2 separate regions of the Gossypium arboreum genome follow, and region 1 is linked to region 2. The links are chromatin contacts, called in public Hi-C maps. All regions are on one chromosome and are shown on one strand. The core of a region is the stretch at or near the end of the contact, and the rest is flanking DNA. Distances in the headings are between cores, read along the strand shown. Region 1 holds the start of LOC108454393 (autophagy-related protein 3). Region 2 holds the start of LOC108469264 (transcription factor DUO1).

The links. Hi-C and Micro-C count contacts between places; a contact is called where the count stands out from the background.
Region 1: a contact with region 2 is called in a Hi-C map of leaf, with 4 times the contacts expected there. The contact joins the promoter of LOC108454393 here to the promoter of LOC108469264 in region 2. A contact is called at or near these places in 2 of 5 Hi-C or Micro-C datasets (both in leaf).

The regions. Positions count from the first base shown.
Region 1 is chr8:22,465,772-22,470,041 of ASM2569848v2, forward strand. It overlaps LOC108454393 (autophagy-related protein 3), which reads left to right and starts at 1,681. Exons shown (of 10, transcript XM_017752840.2): 1 at 1,681-2,245; 2 at 2,449-2,519; 3 at 2,633-2,749; 4 at 2,832-2,995; 5 at 3,304-3,389; 6 at 3,491-3,542; 7 at 3,641-3,706; 8 at 3,833-3,960; 9 at 4,240-4,270. The coding sequence starts at 2,085.
Region 2 is chr8:22,250,169-22,254,420 of ASM2569848v2, forward strand. LOC108469264 (transcription factor DUO1) reads left to right here and starts at 2,141. Exons shown (of 3, transcript XM_017770156.2): 1 at 2,141-2,498; 2 at 2,632-2,893; 3 at 3,198-3,807. The coding sequence starts at 2,302. The coding sequence ends at 3,707.

The DNA of each region.
Region 1 (4,270 bases), core at 431-2,930, 220 kb after region 2:
CCTAGAAATAGGACGACATAAATCTACCGGATTAGAGTCAAATCTAATAGGGGAATCCATAGATCGAGTTAATGCGACAATAGGAGTTTTAATTAGAAGGAGATTTCAATTAATCAACCTAGAGTCAGTTATTTTTACTCTCGAAAGAGATATTAATATAATTTAGGGATTTCTACAGATCAAGGTAAGTGAATAAATCATTAATTCATATTCAGAATAATAAGTGAAGTCTAGGTGGATTCTTTCCTGGGTATTGTCTCTCTCATTGGTTTATTCAATTATTTTCTTACTTTATTCTCTGTCGAATTCTTAATAATTAGTTTAGATAATTTTAGATTAAAAATAAACTTCTTCAATTTACCGGCTAGATAATAGAAAGATAGTAAGTAATAGTACTTTTAGTCCTCGTGGATACAATATTCCCGACTCACCATAGCTATACTATTATTCGATAGGTGCGCTTACCTTTGTCGTGATTTTAGTTAAGTGAATCATCATCATGCCTATACATTGCTTTTCCATTAAAACTTAATGATTCTCCTCTTTGCTGTAATGAACTTACAATATCCCAGAGACCGACCAAACATAAAACTTTTTATGCATATTAGACCATACACAAGTTTTCTTTTTTTGTGTGCTTGTGCGTGCATCCGTTCAATGTTTGAGTTTTTTTTCGTTAAGTTTCTTGTTAATGCTCGAGATGTGTTCTTTGTTGCCTAATGTCTAGCAATATTCAAAATGGGTGTCGCCTTTGACATGGGCACCACTAGTGTCACCTGCCAATATGGCACCACCAAACTGACACCCTATATGACCCGTATAAGATATGCCTTTTGGTGCCGCCAATCAACAAGGTACCACCTAATATAAAATTGTTTTAAAAAAAATTAAACAGAAATCTGTCGGTGTCAGAAAAAATCGGTGGGGTTGCCTCTGTACCACCCTCCACCACCTAAAACAACCCATACCCGTAATTAATGGGTTTGGGATACCATTTTCGAAATTTTTATTTTTTTACAATATATGGGTAAAAAAGTCAAGGTTTGAGGTTCAAGGTTCGGGGTTTGGGGTTTAGGGTAAAAAAAATTATCAAAATTATGTGTTAATGACATAAAAAAAGTGTTGAAATATCATTAAATAATTGAAAAAAGACCATGGATAATATGGTGGGAAGGATCTATAAAACGATTTCTTGATTTATTGGTTTTTCATAGGAGAAAACTTGGATTTTTACAAAAAGAAAATTTGACTTTTATAGGTGAAAACCATTTTATCTTTTTAATTTCCTTTATTTTTAGTTTTTGAATTAATTTTAATTTTTCTATAGTGAAAAGAAAATTTAGATTTTTATTGAGAAAAGTTAAATTTAGATTTTTATTGAGAAAAGTTTAGGGTTTTATAGGAAAAACCAATTTTTTTCATTTTAATTTCTGTTACTTTTTCCATTTTTAAATTTAAGTTTAGTTTAGTCTAGTAAAAAAGAAAACTTACATTTTGCGAGAAATTACCTTCATTTTTATGAGAGAAAACCTGGATTTTTGCAAAGAATATTACTCACCAAAATGAAATATTTTAATTCTAAATTGAAATATTTTTGACCAAAATAAAATTTTATTGAAATTGAGAAACTAAAGTATAGAAACACCCCCGTTAGCCAAATTAAGGGTGAGTGGCTAGAACCAACCATCTAAGGCAGTGCTAGATTTGAATTTTTCTTATTTTCAGTGACCAAATGAAAACTTACAAGAGTTAGCTGATTAAATGCGGAATTTACCCAAGTATTAATTGAGGGGCGCAACCTACACATGCGACTAATCAATCACAGCCGTCGTGCCAGACCATCGGGTTTGCGATGTCCAACGGGCTCACGGATGATAGAACTCATACACCACACGCTATTATTTTCTCCTACGCAACACAACACCACAACGCAAGCGCATTCGACGATCCCTTTCTCTCTCTACCTCGTCCGTACGGGATCTGTAGGGTTTCAACCTTCGACTTCGATTGAATCGCTAGGGTTTTGATTATATCCTCTCTCCTTTGATCGTACATTAAATTGAATCAAGAAATTCGGAAAAAATATGGTACTTTCTCAGAGAATTCATGAGGCATTCAAAGGAACTGTGGAAAGAATAACAGGGCCTCGAACCGTCTCTGCTTTTAAAGAGAAAGGAGTTTTAAGCGTCTCCGAGTTCATCCTGGCCGGTGATAATCTCGTATCCAAATGCCCTACCTGGTCTTGGTATCTTCACCATACTATCAACATATGTATCTTTGGTTCTTTGTTTGTAACTTGCTTTAGTAGTTTTGGAATTTTATGAATCCTTTTATATTTTCATATTATACATCGACATTAATGGATTAATAGTTTTGGGGAAAATTTGTCGTATAGCTTCATAATTCATGGTATAACAATTTAACTCAGTGAATTGTTATGAATACTAGGGAATCTGGAGAGCCAAGCAAGAGGAAGTCCTATTTACCGACCGAAAAGCAATACTTGATTACTAGAAATGGTAAATTGACCTCGATCTCACTTAATTTTCTTTTCTTGTTGTTTCAATTGATTTTCCTTTGAACTGCATATCTGATTAGTACTAGTAATTTTATTTGGTGATTTTGTGGTTAGTGCCCTGCCTAAGGAGGGCTGCGTCAGTGGAAGAAGAATATGAAGCTGCAGGAGGAGAGTTTCTTCTTGATAATGAAGACAATGATGGTTGGTTGGCAACTCATGGTAAACCCAAAGGTATTATCTTCTTCCTTGAGGTTGTGCTTGTGTTGATTCTAGGATGAATTTGTGGACTTCACACGGCTAATCTTCCTGACAGATAAAAGTGATGTGGAGGAAAACCTGCCTTCAATGGAGACTCTAGAAATAAGGCAGAATGCTGTAAGATCAATACCTTCTTATTTTGGGGTTGCTGAAGACGAAGAAGATATACCCGACATGGCTGATTATGAAGAAGCTGACAATCTTGTTGAGACTGATGCGGTAAGTGCTGAGAAACTTATATGATTTCTGAGATTCAAAAACTAGCCGAGTAACTTTTTCTTTTGTAACCAGTTGATTTAGATTAGCCTTTTATCAGAGTTCTAAGCTTATCAACCAATGTCCTGCATTATCTTAATATTACATATCTTGGTTAATACCTTTGAAGGGGGATTTATGTTGTGATAAGGTGCAAGGATATAGGTTTATGCTTAGCAACCTCTCCTCAAGGATATAGATTCTAATTTCTCTTTCCCTTTTAGAGGTTCAAATGTCTGTGTACTTATCTGATATGTCTCTGATCAATGCAGGCTACTTTACAACCGACATATCTTGTTGCTCAAGAGCCTGATAATGACAATATTTTACGGACCCGAACCTATGATGTCAGCATCACGTAAGACAATTCTGGTGCCTGCCAACATGCTTAGGATTCATTTTCAGGCTATGTATTTTCTTGTGAAATCTCAAACTTGACAAACATTATCAAATTTGTAGGTATGATAAATACTATCAGACTCCTCGTGTGTGGCTTACTGGGTATGATGAGGTAGGTATTTGAGAATCCTTGTTTTTACAGCTGTGTATTCAAATATTGAACTGATTGATATGGCTGCAAATGTTGTCCTCATCTGAATTTGTTTATAGTCAAGGATGCTCTTACAACCAGAGCTTGTTCTGGAGGATGTTAGTCAGGATCATGCACACAAAACGGTAGGCTGTATTTACTAATTCAAATTATATCTCTCATTCTTCCTTAGGTGGTAGGAGTATAGATTTTAGTTTGCTCATTAGGAATTTGGAAGATGTTTTTTACTCTATGCTAATTTACTGGTATAGGTTACTATTGAGGACCATCCTCACTTACCTGGGAAGCATGCATCCGTACATCCATGCAGACATGGGGCTGTCATGAAAAAGATCATTGATGTGCTTATGTCACGTGGAGTAGAACCTGAAGTTGATAAGTAAAACTTTTGATCCCTCACTGCTAAATTGCTTGGAATTGACCCTTTCACCTTTGAGAAAACATGTGTGCGGTGTGATAACTTTTTGGCACAATTTTCCTTTACAATTACAATCATAATATTCTTCTCTTACCCTCTTAAAGATGCAGTATACATTTACTTTTGGGTATTCTACTGCAATTACTTAGATTGTTACTGTGAAGCAATTCTCCAATAGATTAGATTTTACATGGTGTGACTTTTTCCTCATGAATTGTTATTTCATTTGATCTATTGCAGGTATCTTTTCTTGTTCTTGAAATTTGTAGCC
Region 2 (4,252 bases), core at 891-3,390:
CCTAGACTTAAAGTAGTTACTTCAGGGATTAAATCATAACTGAGACAAGATATTAGGGTTAAATCATAAATAAAATAAAACTTAATTCTAAACACAAAAAAAAGTAGAAGGATCAATTGGACAATTAACCCAATCCTCAAAAACATGCGGATCCTGCCCAGGTAATCGGGTCAACGCGCGGATCCTATGGCTTAATACGACACCGTTTTGAGCTTATTAAGTTAAGCAGAAACAATGTCATTTCAAGGAGGCTATATAAGCCCATTTTACAGCTTTAAAATCATTTTAACACTGGTCTAAAAAAAAATCCTGAAATACTCTGTAGAGGGGAAGAGAGAGGTCCCCAGATCTGGCCTCCGGCCACGCAGTGCGGTCTTGCACACGCCTACCACGCCAGTCGTACACAGTGGCTCAAGACTTAAAAATCTTCGTCCTTCCACAGGTAGTCTCTTTTCCCTTAGATCCTTACTCGTACATGTTAGAACCATTCATATATGTTTAAAATAAAGCACGAAATATGCGATTAAATCACCTTTTGAGAGATTGTTGATATTTTTGAATGAATATCTGTGATTATATTTCTATTTCGTAAAAAAAGGGTCCTTTACACTGTTTTCAATCGGGCTTTTATAGCCACTGTTACTATTACATAAACTGGGAAAGAAATCTCTGATTTCTTTCTATTTCTTGCCCACTGTATCTTTGACCGTGACCTGCTGAGATACTTTTTAGTTTCCTTTTCTTGCTTTATGTATCTGCTGTGTTTCCTTTTCTGCTTCGTGTTCTTTGTCTTGTCTTGCAGGTATTTGCGAGGAATCCGGAGATGGCAAAGGCCTGACGATGGTCCACTAGTGGCGTTGGTCTCGGCGTGACTAGGGACCTGGAATCGCGGCCTTGATGGGGTAGCTGGAACGGCAGAAACCGAAGGGTCATGAGGCTTGGCTTTTTGAACCTTCTGTTTGCAACTCAAGGAGAAAGGTAGAAACCCTAGGGTTTCATGCCTTAGTGTAACAAGCTGGGCCAGTTGGGCCATTTTTGTCCTGGGCTAAGTGGGGTGTAATAGGTATAGGGTAGTTAAGCTATAGTGTTTGGTTTTGGGCCTGCGGGCTATTGTAAATGGACTGTGGACTGTTAAATAAATATTTATTTATTATTCATTTTTTGGTTTTATTTGTTTAATCACGGGCCCGGGCAGATTTGGGCTATTACAGTCTCCAAATTCGCACTTTTGTCCCTTAATTTTGCTTTTACCTCCAAATCAGTCCCTGAAAGATAAAAATACATAAATAGCTTAAATTAGTAGGATCAAGCTCAGAATAAACACATGATTAATACATAAAAATACGTTATTCTAGAGCATTATCAACGACCAAAAAGATGTCTTGTTAGGAGCACATTGATTGGTTGGATGTTAAACACGCGGACCACCGTTTGATGTGTTGTGGGATGCAAAAGAATTAACTAAACTAATCCGGTTTATAAAATATAAGTTAAAAATTGATTTAATTTTTTATTTAATATATATAACTTTTTTAAAATTTTTATGATATAAAAATAAATATTTTATATTTAAAATAGTAAATATAATTTAAATGTTATTGAAAAATTATTATGCTTTAGAAATATTTACTAAAAGACTTTGAAATTTTATCAAATAATATTAAAGAGTCATAAAATAAAGTTTATTTTATTAAAATAAGTCTATAAAATCAAAATAAAAAATTAATATGAAAAATGAAAATTAAACCGAGTCGAATTATAATGGATAGCTAAAAAACTAAAAATTCAACCAAATTGATATCACCTTTAGTGAGTATACATTCTACTATTGGATAATTTTTTTAATTTAAATCCTTTTAAAAGTTATTTTAATTTAACTTTAAATATATTATTATTAATTTATTATACTTTACAATACTTTATAATGTTTAGTTGTAATTACAGTTCATTCAAATATTTATTAATTGTAATTCTACATAAAATCTTAAAAGAATAGTGATTCATAAAACTATCAAAGAGAGAGAGAGAGAGAGGAGGAGTAAAGGATAGATACGTAAATTACAAATTCTGAATGAGGGAAAAAATTGGGAACGTGGGATATTGGCGGAGGATAGTGGCAGTAACCGTCTTAACCGTCATTACCGAAAGAAGAAACATAAAAACAAAGATAATAAGACTATTACATTAATCAGAAAAAAAAAAAAAAGAGAAAAAGAAGAGAAAATTACAAGACCAAATTTATTATCCAAATCCGTGAATAGCCACTCCCTGGTATAAGATAGTAGGGTTAAATTAGGGGAAATGGAAGGAAAGCGAGTAGAGATAAGTCAGATACGGAAAGGGCCATGGAAGGCAGAGGAAGATGAAGTGCTGATCAACCATGTTAAGAAATATGGCCCTCGAGAATGGAGCTCCATTCGATCCAAAGGCCTTTTGCAAAGAACTGGCAAATCTTGTCGCCTTCGTTGGGTTAACAAACTTAGACCCAACTTGAAGAAGTAAGCATGCGTGTGTGTGTATATATATATATATATATATCGATTAATCTCTGCTGCTCTCCTCTACTACTTGTTTGTAATTCACAAGTAGTTTCTTTTTTGTTTGTTTGTTTGTTTGTTTGAATCTTCCAAGTGGGTGCAAGTTTACGGCAGAGGAAGAGAGGGTGGTGATAGAATTGCAGGCACAGTTTGGGAACAAATGGGCTAAAATCGCAACGTATTTGCCTGGAAGGACCGATAACGACGTGAAGAATTTTTGGAGCAGTAGGCAGAAGAGACTGGCTAGGATTTTGCAGAATTCAGGGACCCCCTCTTCCTCCTCCTCCTCTTCCTCTTCCAAATCACTCAAACTTAAAAGGGAAATCCCTGCCTTTCACGATGTTCCTGTTTTTGAGGTAAACCCCAATTTCATGATGGTTGTTTCGAATTTTCAAGTGCTTTTTTGGAATTATTTTAATCACTTTTGTGGTTTGGGGACTAATATAATATTCCATTGGATGCATTTGTTTGATGAATTGACTCAAAAAGAATTCACTTCACTGTTCTTCGCTTAAAAAGTGGCTAAACTGTTGCTAATTGCTTGTATTGTATTAATTCTTGAGTAGTCTTTAGATGGTTTAAGTTCAATAGTTTTCTTATGGTGCGATATGTAGTTATGTTTCTTTTTTTTTTTTTTGGGGGTGGGGGTTTAATTTCAAGGCTTCAAAGTTGAGTTCATCAATGGAGGAAATATCATACACCATGGCTCAATCTTGCTCATCATCATCCTACCTTGATAACACCGAGGCTATTATTAAATTGGAGCAATCTCCGGAGCTAGTAAATCCCAAGTTGTACACCGATGCGAACATGGCGCAGCTGGAGCTAATGTCGATAGGGAACAACCCGTATGCTGCTACTGAGGCCCAACCGCAAGCTTTCTTCCCTCAGATCCCACACCCCCAACCATACCTCACATTATCACTGGAAAGCCAAGACCTGTTGGCTAAATTCGAGGACCCTTACTTTTCACAAGTGTTTGCACCTATGGATGTTCCTGAACTTGACAGTGGGAACGTGGAGCAGCAGCCATTTCTTGAACCGGTGAGAAGCGGTGGGTTCGGTGCAAGGGAAGAAGCTGATAACCCTATGATCCCTGATACCTTCTTCGATGATTTCCCAGCAGACATGTTTGATCAAATGGAGCTTTTTCCAAATCCATCAACTTAAATTCAAAGATTAAGGAAACTTGACTTTTGTTTAACGTTTTTAACTCTTTTCTTGTATATTATTGCTGTTTCAATGAGTAGGAGGCTTTCCTTTTCTTCTTTCTATTTCTGTTTTTTTCTTTCTTAAGAGGATGAATATTGTCACTGTAAAGACTGCTGGTTCTTCATTTCTCATTCGTGTGCTTATGTATATAGTCAAAGGCATATCCAGTGTTGGGTGCCAAAAATTAAAGGTCAAAATTTGCTGCCAAGCCTAGTGAAGTTTTAGATTTAGTGTTGAAACTTAAGAAGTGCAGTCCAATGAATGATGATATTGATGTTTTTTTTGGAACTTTAATCACTTGACAGTTCTATTAACGGGTCATATGTTAAGCTCATATAAATAGGATATCAATTGGGCGGGGTGAATGCGGGTAAGAATTTTCAGACCCATCCCCGTTCTGCGACCCGTTATGGGTACAAACCCAAAATCATTTCTGCCCTATGACCTGCAAAATAAATCATCGTTGTCCCATCATGTGGGTACTCAAACTTATTTAGTGCTAT